2 separate regions of the Mus musculus genome follow, and region 2 is linked to region 1. A link is a contact called in public HiChIP or PLAC-seq data. All regions are on one chromosome and are shown on one strand. Each heading gives the region's core, a stretch centred on a gene start, on an enhancer-like site or on the middle of the called end of the contact. The rest is flanking DNA. Distances are from core to core; before and after follow the strand shown. Region 1 overlaps Cap1 (CAP, adenylate cyclase-associated protein 1 (yeast)). Region 2 holds the start of Mycl (v-myc avian myelocytomatosis viral oncogene lung carcinoma derived).

Region 1 (4,879 bases), core at 2,068-4,567:
AAGTGCCAGTACACATCACTCAGTGTCTCTTTGATTCTCCTATTGCGTGTGTTTGCCTTCCCCAGGAGCAGTTCCATATGTGCAAGCATTTGACTCGCTGCTTGCCAATCCCGTGGCAGAGTACTTGAAGATGAGTAAGGAGATCGGGGGAGATGTGCAGAAACACGTAAGGACACGGGGGCCCTTTCTTTCTCCTCCTATTTAAGGACTGGAAGCTTTTCTTCACATCTCTTCACCCTCATCATAGGGGCGTCCGGGAGCCCCCTGACTCCTTTTCTTCTTCCTTTATTGGTCCAGGAACAGAAATGGGGTTCATTTTTCTAGGTCTCCTGTTTTATTACATATTCTGTGTGTTTCTTTTATGACAAAGCTTGTTTGGTCATAAAATACAACTGTGTTCATCTTTGTGGTGGAGAAGGTCCTGGCAGTCTTATCTTAATGTTATGTAACCAAGTGGAGGGTGGCTTATTCAAAAGAATCACTTTCGTGACTTAGCACCTATAAACCGAGGATGGTAGTTATTAGTTATGCTAATATGGATTACTTTCACATTTAGCCCCTGCGAGAATGAGGTAGGCAATGACAGATGCCTGTCCTCCCACTTCCCTTCATGCTCTGCCTCCTACACTGTCACCACCACCTGCATCCCACACTCACTGACACTCTGCATCTCTTCTGGAGCCCAGCACGGAATGATCATTTATAAACAGTAACCATATTTAGGCTCTTTCTAACTGACCCTGAGCCCCTTATACACTAGCCGTTGGCAGTGTCTGAGAGGTGGGGACTCTGTGGAGCACTGGGACTTTCCATTGGTAGGGGAATGGTGGTATATTTTTTACTTCAGACAATTGTATAACATTTGAAAAAGAATTTAAGCAACCTTTAAAAAAATTCTATATGTCTGTGTGTTTTCCCTGCATGCATGTCCATATACCAGTTGTGTGCATGGTGCCCAGAGAGGCCAGAAGAGGACATTGAATCCCCTAGAAGTAGAGTTACAGATGGTGTGAGCCATGATGGGTGATGAGAACCAACTCTGAGTCCCGTGGAAGAACAGCTTGTGTTCTTAACTGCTGAGCCCTCTCCAGCCCCCCGAAAAAGTTTTTTAAACATATGTCACTTTTATCTCTGAAAGTACAAGTCTAGCTGCAGTGTGGTAGCTCCTGCCTGTCATTTTAGTCTTGGGAGACTATGGCCTGAGGATGTCACACATTTAAGATCCTGTCTCAAAACATCTAAAAATAAAATAAGGAGCTGGAGAGATGCTCTTGCAGATGTCTTGAGCTCTCTTCCCAGCACCCACTTCAGGTGCTTCATGGCTCCAGTTCAGGGGATCTGACACCCTCTGCTGGCCTAAACTGGCATATGCACAGAGATACTTGAATAAAAATAAAAGTAAATTTAAGCAAATTTTACTTGGGCCTGGGCTACACTTATTACCTCAGTGGTAGAATATTTTTTGTACCATTCAAAAGCCTTGGATTCTATCCCTAGTACCTCAACAAACAAACAACCCCCACCCCCAGCAAAAATCCAAACAGATAGATCCCAAAAGTACTTCATCTGAACTCACTAACTTGCCTTCACCTAAGATGGGCTATCTTCATTTTCAGTTCTGGCTATTTGTCCTTGACAGTTCCAACAGGAACGATAGTGAATGTGATTCTGGTATCAGTCCCTGAACTCTGGAATGCACGAGTCAGACAACATGGAGGGCTTGTGGATGTGTAAGTTTCAGGTTATCCTTAATGTCATGTGTCATGGACAGCAGATTGTTTTTTCCTGCAGGCGGAGATGGTCCACACAGGCCTGAAGTTGGAGCGAGCTCTCCTGGCTACAGCTTCTCAGTGCCAGCAGCCAGCTGGTGTAAGTTTACTAGATAGTTGCGCTTGCTCTGATGCTCAGAAATTTCCAAGAGGCTGTCACAGCGTGCTACAATAACACACAGCAGTGTACAGACATAAAAGCACTCAAGTGCCCCATGGGACTGTGCCTTGGGTAGTTACCAGTCCCCAATGACTTTTTGTTTTCTGTCATTTTGTTCATTACTTTAGTTGCCCCTGGGATGTCGCTGCTTCTGTCAGGCAGCTTTGGTGTTTGACAGGTGGCACAGCTGTGGTGGGGATCCTAAGCCTTTGATACTGGGACTGCCTTCATCCCTTACCCTCCCTTTAGCTTGACTCTTATTTCAACATTTTCTGCTATCTGCTATGGAAAGTTAAGTTAGAGAAATGAGAACTTTCTTAGAAGGAAAGATTATTAACTTGTCTTAGGTTTTCTTGATCACAGAAGATGCTAAAACAAGTCTTCCTGCTAAGGCTGAAATAAATAAAATCCTTGATCCTTGTCATGCCTAAGTCTGTGGAAACAATGCAGATAATTTAAATATCTGTCTTGAGTGACGAGAGTGTTGTATCTCTGTCTTCTCTCCAAGTTCATACTTCCCTAGATGAATAAAATAGCTGAGACACTGTCATATTTTAGACTAAGGTTAGCAAAACCACAGACTATAGGCTGATTTCCTCCAGTGTATGGAAATGAAGTTTTTTGGGGGAACAAATATTCACTGATTAGTACTTTAGAGAAGTTTTCACACTTCTCGTTAGACTGTGCACACAGGACCTGAGAACTGACATGGTTAGGAAACCTAGTTTTGAAGGGAGGATCAAAAAGTGGGAACACAAGGCACATCCATTTTGCTCAGTGGCTTTGAATGGCAGCATCACGGACTGCATTTGAATCACCAGATCTCTACTAAGCAGCTGCTGTGTGGCTCAGGGTGCATTGAGGACAAAGGAGAACTGAGACAAAGCTCTGGCCTTTGAAAAGTTAACAGAAAAACAAGCACTAGGTTTGGTAGTATACCTTTAATCCTAGCATTTGGGAAGTGGAGAGAGAAATCAGGAGGCGTTAAAGTCATCCTCGGCTACATACACAGCAGCCTGGACTGCATGAGAGAGACCCTGTCTTACAGAGAAACAAGGGAAAGGAAGGACATATGTGGGTCTGGGGATAGTTTGCAGTGTTGTATGGTAAGGTATCGAGATGGGTTATATTGACATATGATACAGAAGCTGTGGCAGCTGGGGTAAAAAAGCTGCCACATGAAGCTAAAAGCTAAAAGCTCATGAAGTTATTTAGATAAGTGGAGAAAGAGCATAAGGAACAAAAATAAGCTGTATCTTCTATTGGTGAGTCAGAAAAGAGACAAGTGGTTTGAATGGAGGGAGGGGCTTTTCAAATACAGAATATAGGTTTTAAGCACAAAGTCTCTCTTGAGGACTTGAAACTTTATGCAGAGGAAGGATATGAGCAGTATCTTAGTCATGTGAGTCATGGTGAGTCATGGTGGGGTGGATACAAAGTTTACCTAGGTGTTCATTATAGGCCATAACAAATTCTCCCATTGCCATGCTTTGGGTACATGGTTATAATTTCAACACTTGGGAGCCGAGGCAGGAGTATTCTGGATTCTAGACTACATAGAATATTGTCCCTATAAACTGAAGAGGGGGAATCACTTGCCTTCAGAGTCAACAGTTGGTCTGCATATATAGAAATACTATTATATGCCCCAGTACAGGGGAATACCAGGGCCAAAAAGGGGGAGTGGGTGGGCAGGGGAGTGGGGGTGGGTGGATATGGGGGACTTTTGGTATAGCATTGGAAATGTAAATGAGTTAAATACCTAATAAAAAATGGAAAAAAAAAAAAAAAAAAAAAAAAAGAAATACTAACCATAGTTGTTTCCCATCTCTCCTAGAATAAACTTTCTGATTTGTTGGCACCTATCTCGGAGCAGATCCAAGAAGTTATAACCTTCCGGGAGAAGAACCGAGGCAGCAAGTTTTTTAATCATCTATCTGCTGTCAGTGAAAGCATCCAGGCCTTGGGCTGGGTGGCTCTGGTAAGACGGAGGGGAGGATGTAAGCAGGGAAGGAGGTATGGCTGCAGAGACTATGTGTCACTGGCTGCTTCTTCCTCTACAGGCTGCGAAACCTGGCCCCTTTGTGAAAGAGATGAATGACGCGGCCATGTTTTACACAAATCGTGTCCTCAAGGAGTACAGAGATGTGTGAGTCTAGCCTTTCCCCAGGGGGCAGGACAAATGTAGATGTCACCTCCTGGAGTGACCTCTGTGTTGGTCTTCTCACTTCAAGGCTGTTTCGTGGAAACTTGGTAGATCTCATCTCATAGAAACTGCATTTGCAAGCAGGAAATATTTCTGCTTCCATTTCTTTTTTTTTTTTTTTTTAAAGATTTATTTATTTATTATTATATGTAAGTACACTGTAGCTGTCTTCAGACACACCAGAAGAGGGAGTCAGATCTTGTTACGGATGGTTGTGAGCCACCATGTGGTTGCTGGGATTTGAACTCTGGACCTTCGGAAGAGCAGTCGGGTGCTCTTACCCACTGAGCCATCTCACCAGCCCCTCCATTTTGACTCTGAATGCTAGGTGCTCTTTAGTTTCCCCGCCCAGGTTAAGGGGGTCATGTTAGAGGTAAAATGGATTAATACTTTTGAAGTTTCTTTTAAAAAATTACTGTATTATTATTATTATTATTATTATTATTATGTGTAAGGTTTTTTATTTTTTGGCTTGGGTGTAAATCTATGCACTGTGTCACTCCTCTGGAACTGGAGTTATAGATCTTGTGAGATGCCATGTGAGTGCTAGGAATTGACACAGGGTCCCCCTGAAAGAGCAGCTACTGCTCTTATCTATGTAGCCATCTCTCCAGATTTTTAAGTTGCTTGTTTGTATCAGATTTTGTTCTTCTGTTGCTGTGTCTCAACAGTGCTATGACAAAGGGGTCAGTCGGACTTAATGAAGTAAAGTGCCTTGTATATTCATGTGTTCAGGTAAACTGA
Region 2 (4,755 bases), core at 2,137-4,636, 130 kb before region 1:
GGGGAAGGGTTTCCCTCAGGAGCATTTTGTTCCTGGGTTCAATGGGTTTCTAAAGCCATCCATCATTTATAGGTCATCTGCCCCACCCCCACCCCTGGACCAGAAGAGGGTCGTATTTATAATCACAGGTCACGAGAGCCTCAGGAACTTTGCAAATGTACAAGCGACCGTTTCCCAATGAGCTGCACCAGAGGCGGAGAAATAACGGTAGAGTGACCCAGATACAAAGGCCAACATGCCAAGGACTCGAATAGACCAAGTAGTGTCCCTACCATTCCCTAGCTGGAAGGTCTGTGGGATGAAGCCAATCTGATCAGGCAATTAGGGAAAGACCCTCTTGCTCCCCACATCTTGTAGTCCTCAACACAGAAGGCCACCCTTAAAGCAATCTGGCCGGCAACAGAAGAGCTCCGTCCTCCGCCTCTTTTGCATATCAGGAGGCTTGAGCCCCTTTGTCAGGAAGGTTTCCATTGTGTGGACAATCGCATTATTTCTCCATTAATAAAACCTGACCATTCAGCCCCCTGGCCTCAAAGCCTGTGATTGGCTGCCTAAGCTGTGTTTGGAATGCTGTTTTCCCCAGCCCCTAATCCCTATTGGCTGAGCTGTGCCGTCAGTCACCCTCCCCACCCCACCCCCTCATTGTTTGCAATCTGTTGCATTTTGTTCTAGGCCATGTGGCCAGAGAGTGAACCAGGAGCCCACAAACAGGTTCAGGTTAAAGGGCAGGTCAGGAAATGATTCAAGTTTCTGTACATCCCAAACCTTTAATTTTCATTGTTAAATCTCACAGCACAGAAGGCTGTATCTAAGGAAGGTATCATTTAGGACACCATTCTCCTTTGCAGAAAGTAGTATCAGATTCTACAAGATAAGGGATGTCCTCAGCAGGACAACCAAGTTCATTCCTCCTCATTTTCAAAAGGAGAAACGGAGGCCCAGGTCAGCCTCAGTCCCTGTTATTTTTATGATGGTCTGGATTGCTAATAAAGATCTCCAAACTTCCAAAACGGTCTCTCTAACAGCCCTTGCGGAGCTGGCTCTTCTCTAGGTTCTTGATCTCAAGCTTCCTATCTAAGTCATCCGACAAAACATAAATTCCTGTTGCAGGTTAAAAATGACCTTAACACAAATGCATCGAAGAAAAAGAGACTTTTTAATTCTGTTCTCATTTCCCTCCATAGCTGTACAACTTCCACATCCAATTCCCCAGTTCCCTCTCAAAAGCCCATGATTCTTGATTGCTGCAGTGACTTTTCTCTGTCGGAAATGAATGTGCCCAAAGCCTCCTGCTGCACCTGCAATAGCATCCTTTCCCGTGTACTTCTACTGAGTGGGGGGGGGGGGGGGCTCAGAGGCTAGGGGAAGAGCAAGGTGGTCTGAGCTCAGTGAAGACTGCTCTTCATCAGTATGGAGGGAGGCCTGGGGCGCTACGACCATTATCTCAATACCAGAGATGGGACCGAGCAGGAATGTTGAATGTAGAAGAGCAGCCGAAGCCCACAGATGTATTGGGCGGGAGATTGGATACCTTCCTAAGGCCAAATCAACAGGCATCGTGTAGCTCTTCTCAAACAAGCTATGAGGAAGACCCTCTAAACACCAAGAAAGACAGGGAAAGGAGTTGGGAAAAGAAGCGACTAGACAGCAGGAGGCTGGGGCTCACTTGACTGATTTCCTGTCTCTAATCCTCAGTTTTCCCATCTGTTAAGAGGAGCGTTTACTCTCCCTCCACCTGTCTCACTAGTCACTAGTGATGGGAAGTAGTAAGGACTGGGACTGGGGTAAGAGAAGAGAATTAGCAATTTAAAGTGCAGCAGGCGGGAGATGGAGGTTTTCGAGTGGAGGAAGGCTTTTGGTTCTGCTCAAAAGGTATCTCAGTCTTTTCTCCCTTAGGGAAGTGTGAGTTTCCCAGGGAAAGAGGCAGCAACAAAAAAGCTTCAAGCTTGGAGTGACTCTTAAGGGAACCCTTTCAACCTCCCAAGGACAGAAATCCCCTACAGTCCAACCCGAGTATTGTCCTCTCTAAGCGCCAACCCTCACCAAGTCGCCCTGGTCCCCTGGGGCTCCAATCACCATCAGAGGGACGCTGGCTCCCTCCCCACTTCTCCAAACTGTTTACCAACACACCCACGTGCCAGACAGACACAGCTGGGGGCTACACCGACAGCTTCAGTCAGAAAATGGGGAGGTGATGGGAAGGTTTAAGATCTAATGCCTGATTTCAAACAGCGGTAGATAGAGCTCTGGCCACCCAAGGGGTGCCTCCCTCTTAGCTAGCCCCCGGGTGGTCCTTACCAGAATCGCTGGGGCTCTCGGACCCGGAGCAGGCCTGAGTCTTGGGCTCGCCCAGCTGACATTGGGTGGCGGGCGCCGGGTTACTGGCTTCCAGACTAGGAGTGCCGTCCGGGGTAGCGGGCGCTTTGGGCGGGTTCCCCCGGGGCGCGCCTGGGGCCAGCCTGTCGCTCACCACTCTCTCCAGCCGTTCTCGGGCGGAGAAGCCGCTCCACATGCAGTCACGGCGAATGATGGAAGCATAATTCCTGCCCCAGGCTTTCGAATGGCCCCGAGATTCCGCCTCGTCCCCGGCACCCCCTCCAGGCCACGGCTCCCCGGGATTAATCCCAGAGGCTGGGTCCACGGCGCCGGGACCGGAGCCCCAGGGCGGCGACGTGGGGGGCGACGGCACCAGCTCGAATTTCTTCCAGATGTCCTCGCTGGGCGCCGTGGAGCGGTAGAAATCCTCTCCGCAGTCATAGTCGTAGAAATAGTGCTGATACGAGTCGAAGTCCATGTCCGCTCCCTGCGGGAGGGAAGGGGGAGACGAGCTGACTGCGGTGCCCGCCGAGGGAAGAGGCGGCTCCGAGTCCCTCGCTGCAGCTGGCTGCGGGGCTCTGGTCTCTCCCCAGGCCCACCAGCTTGCAGCCCGCGCCCTGGTCCCTGCTCCTGGGAAGCCTGGCCTGGGGTCAGCTCGCTCAGGGCAGCTCGCAACGGGCCGACCAGGCTGAGGGGAGCGAGTTCAAAGCAAACTTTGCCAGCACCGCCCGGAGCTCAGCTCCGGGGGCACAGCAGGGCCGGGCGGGGGCGCGCTGTCTCGAAGGCAGTCTGCAGCCTTGCAGCCCGCCAGTCCCCTGGGGACCCCTGCCCGGGCCACCCGCAGCCTCACCTCGCTCCCGCCGCCCGCCACCTGGAGCGGAGCGGCTCCCCGCCGGCTCGGGGAAGCCCGGCAGCCCGCACACACACACATGCGCGCCACCGAGCGCGCGGCCCCGCACTCACGAGCGCGCCCCCCGTGCGCGCGCCCCCCGCCTCGCTCGCACACGGCAGCCAGGACGCTCCCGGGATCGACGCGGGAGCGCGATCTGCAGGCGCATTGTTTCCCGACTGCTTTATATCTCGTCGCGTGCCCGGGGCTTGGGGACCAGGAGGGGGGGTGGTCCCTAGGAGACAAGCCCCTCCCCCTCCCGCCCCTCTCTCCGCTGGCGACAGGTGGGGCCGGCCCCACCTCCTGGCTGAACTGGTCGTTTCTATTCTATCCCTTGAAGCTCCCTAATAAATTGTACGCTGGGGAGCGCAGAGCAGAAGAGCTGATGCAGCCCCGCAGTCTCCTGGTGGAGGCGTGACTGTTCGAGAGGCTCCCGCGGTCCAAGCGACTTAACTAAAGCGGCGCTCCGCGCCTACTCAGAGCCAAGGACTAGAGCTGCTCCCTGCCCCACCCTGCTAGTCTACTTCCCGGGGCGCGCCCCACCAGGTTCAGGTGCGTCCCACCCATGACAGAGGAGGTGGTGGTGGTGATGGTGGGGCACACACTGCACCTCCACCGCGCCACCTGGTGGCCCTCGGCCCTGAACCCAGGCTTCTTCAACCCATTGCTTCAGTAACCATTAGCCCATTCTTTAGCTCAGTGGCTTAAACCTTGAATAGCAGTGAAGATTCCGAGCTAGAAAGCCTGCAGTATATATAATCCCTCGGAGCCCCAATTTTACTTGTGAAATGAAGGAATGGTAATGACTTCACAGGATCGCCGGGCTGAATTTGTTTACTAAAAAGATAGAGCACCTTAGGAAAGGACATGAGAGAATTCGAACAACAGCAGCTTTATCCCTGGGGAGGGTAGTGAGACCTCTGTCATCCCCCAGGTCATAGCTGACACTTGACCCTTCCTTCACAGCCCTGCCTCCCAGAATTCATCCTCCACACAAAACTCTCCTAACGGCTGTTTTAGAGATAGGAGTGTAGGGGTGTGGAAACTTCATTCAGGCCCCTGTTTTGTGCTTCCTAGCTGTGGGATCAAAGTGTTTGAAGTTTTGCATGACATCCCTGGCCGAGACGATGGAGATATATATATATTTCCTTTGTGTTATCATAAACAGGCTACCTTCTGAGAAAGGAAAAGACTAACTAATTTAGGTCCAAGGAAGGTAACTTAGGATAGCAGCCAATTCATCTAGAATCCTACACCTGGCATCAAGGTCTGGTGTCTGGTTGTCTGCCATCCTTCTCTTCCTCCTACTCTTTTTGTCTAACTACTCAGAACTACAGGCTGTTGCCATCCTAACAGACTGAAGCCAGAAGGATAAACACGTCCCGTTGTTTTGGGCCAGGGAGGTGTGAGATGACCCACGAGTTGGGTGAGAAGACAGGGGGTGTGTGTGACTCTCCATTTTCCATTTGTTGTGTCTAAGGTGTGTGTAGGACATCCTTGAAAGCAGGAATTGGCTCGCTTTGTAGTCCCTGCACCTAGAATGACTTCTG

Evidence for each region. HiChIP or PLAC-seq counts read pairs in DNA pulled down with a chosen protein or histone mark.
Region 2: a contact with region 1 is called in an H3K4me3 HiChIP or PLAC-seq map of bone marrow-derived macrophages, with 2.0 times the contacts expected there. The contact joins the promoter of Mycl here to the enhancer-like site in region 1. A contact is called at or near these places in 9 of 39 promoter capture datasets (the 3T3-L1 cell line, 3T3-L1-derived adipocytes, the C10 cell line and 5 more), 2 of 15 datasets of contacts at CTCF or cohesin (large pre-B cells and pro-B cells), 17 of 484 Hi-C or Micro-C datasets (B cells, CD4 T cells, CD8 T cells and 13 more), 10 of 115 datasets of contacts at active chromatin or transcription factors (CD8 T cells, DN3 thymocytes, the HPC-7 cell line and 7 more) and 3 of 9 other capture datasets (adipose tissue, liver and pancreatic islet).

The regions. Positions count from the first base shown.
Region 1 is chr4:122,866,684-122,871,562 of GRCm38.p6, reverse strand. It overlaps Cap1 (CAP, adenylate cyclase-associated protein 1 (yeast)), which reads left to right. Exons shown (of 13, transcript NM_001358035.1): 3 at 66-166; 4 at 1,792-1,869; 5 at 3,767-3,910; 6 at 3,993-4,078. Among named protein-coding and RNA genes, the nearest start is that of Cap1, 17 kb to the left of the region's middle. Within about 2 kb of position 3,317, at least 53 of the 459 cell types and tissues checked have an H3K27ac peak or open chromatin away from gene starts, as enhancers often do. A contact at or near this core is called in Th17 cells, bone marrow-derived macrophages, double positive thymocytes and 1 more, where this site is marked.
Region 2 is chr4:122,994,562-122,999,316 of GRCm38.p6, reverse strand. It overlaps Mycl (v-myc avian myelocytomatosis viral oncogene lung carcinoma derived), which reads right to left and starts at 3,386. Exons shown (of 3, transcript NM_001303121.1): 1 at 3,167-3,386; 2 at 2,299-2,803. The coding sequence starts at 3,247.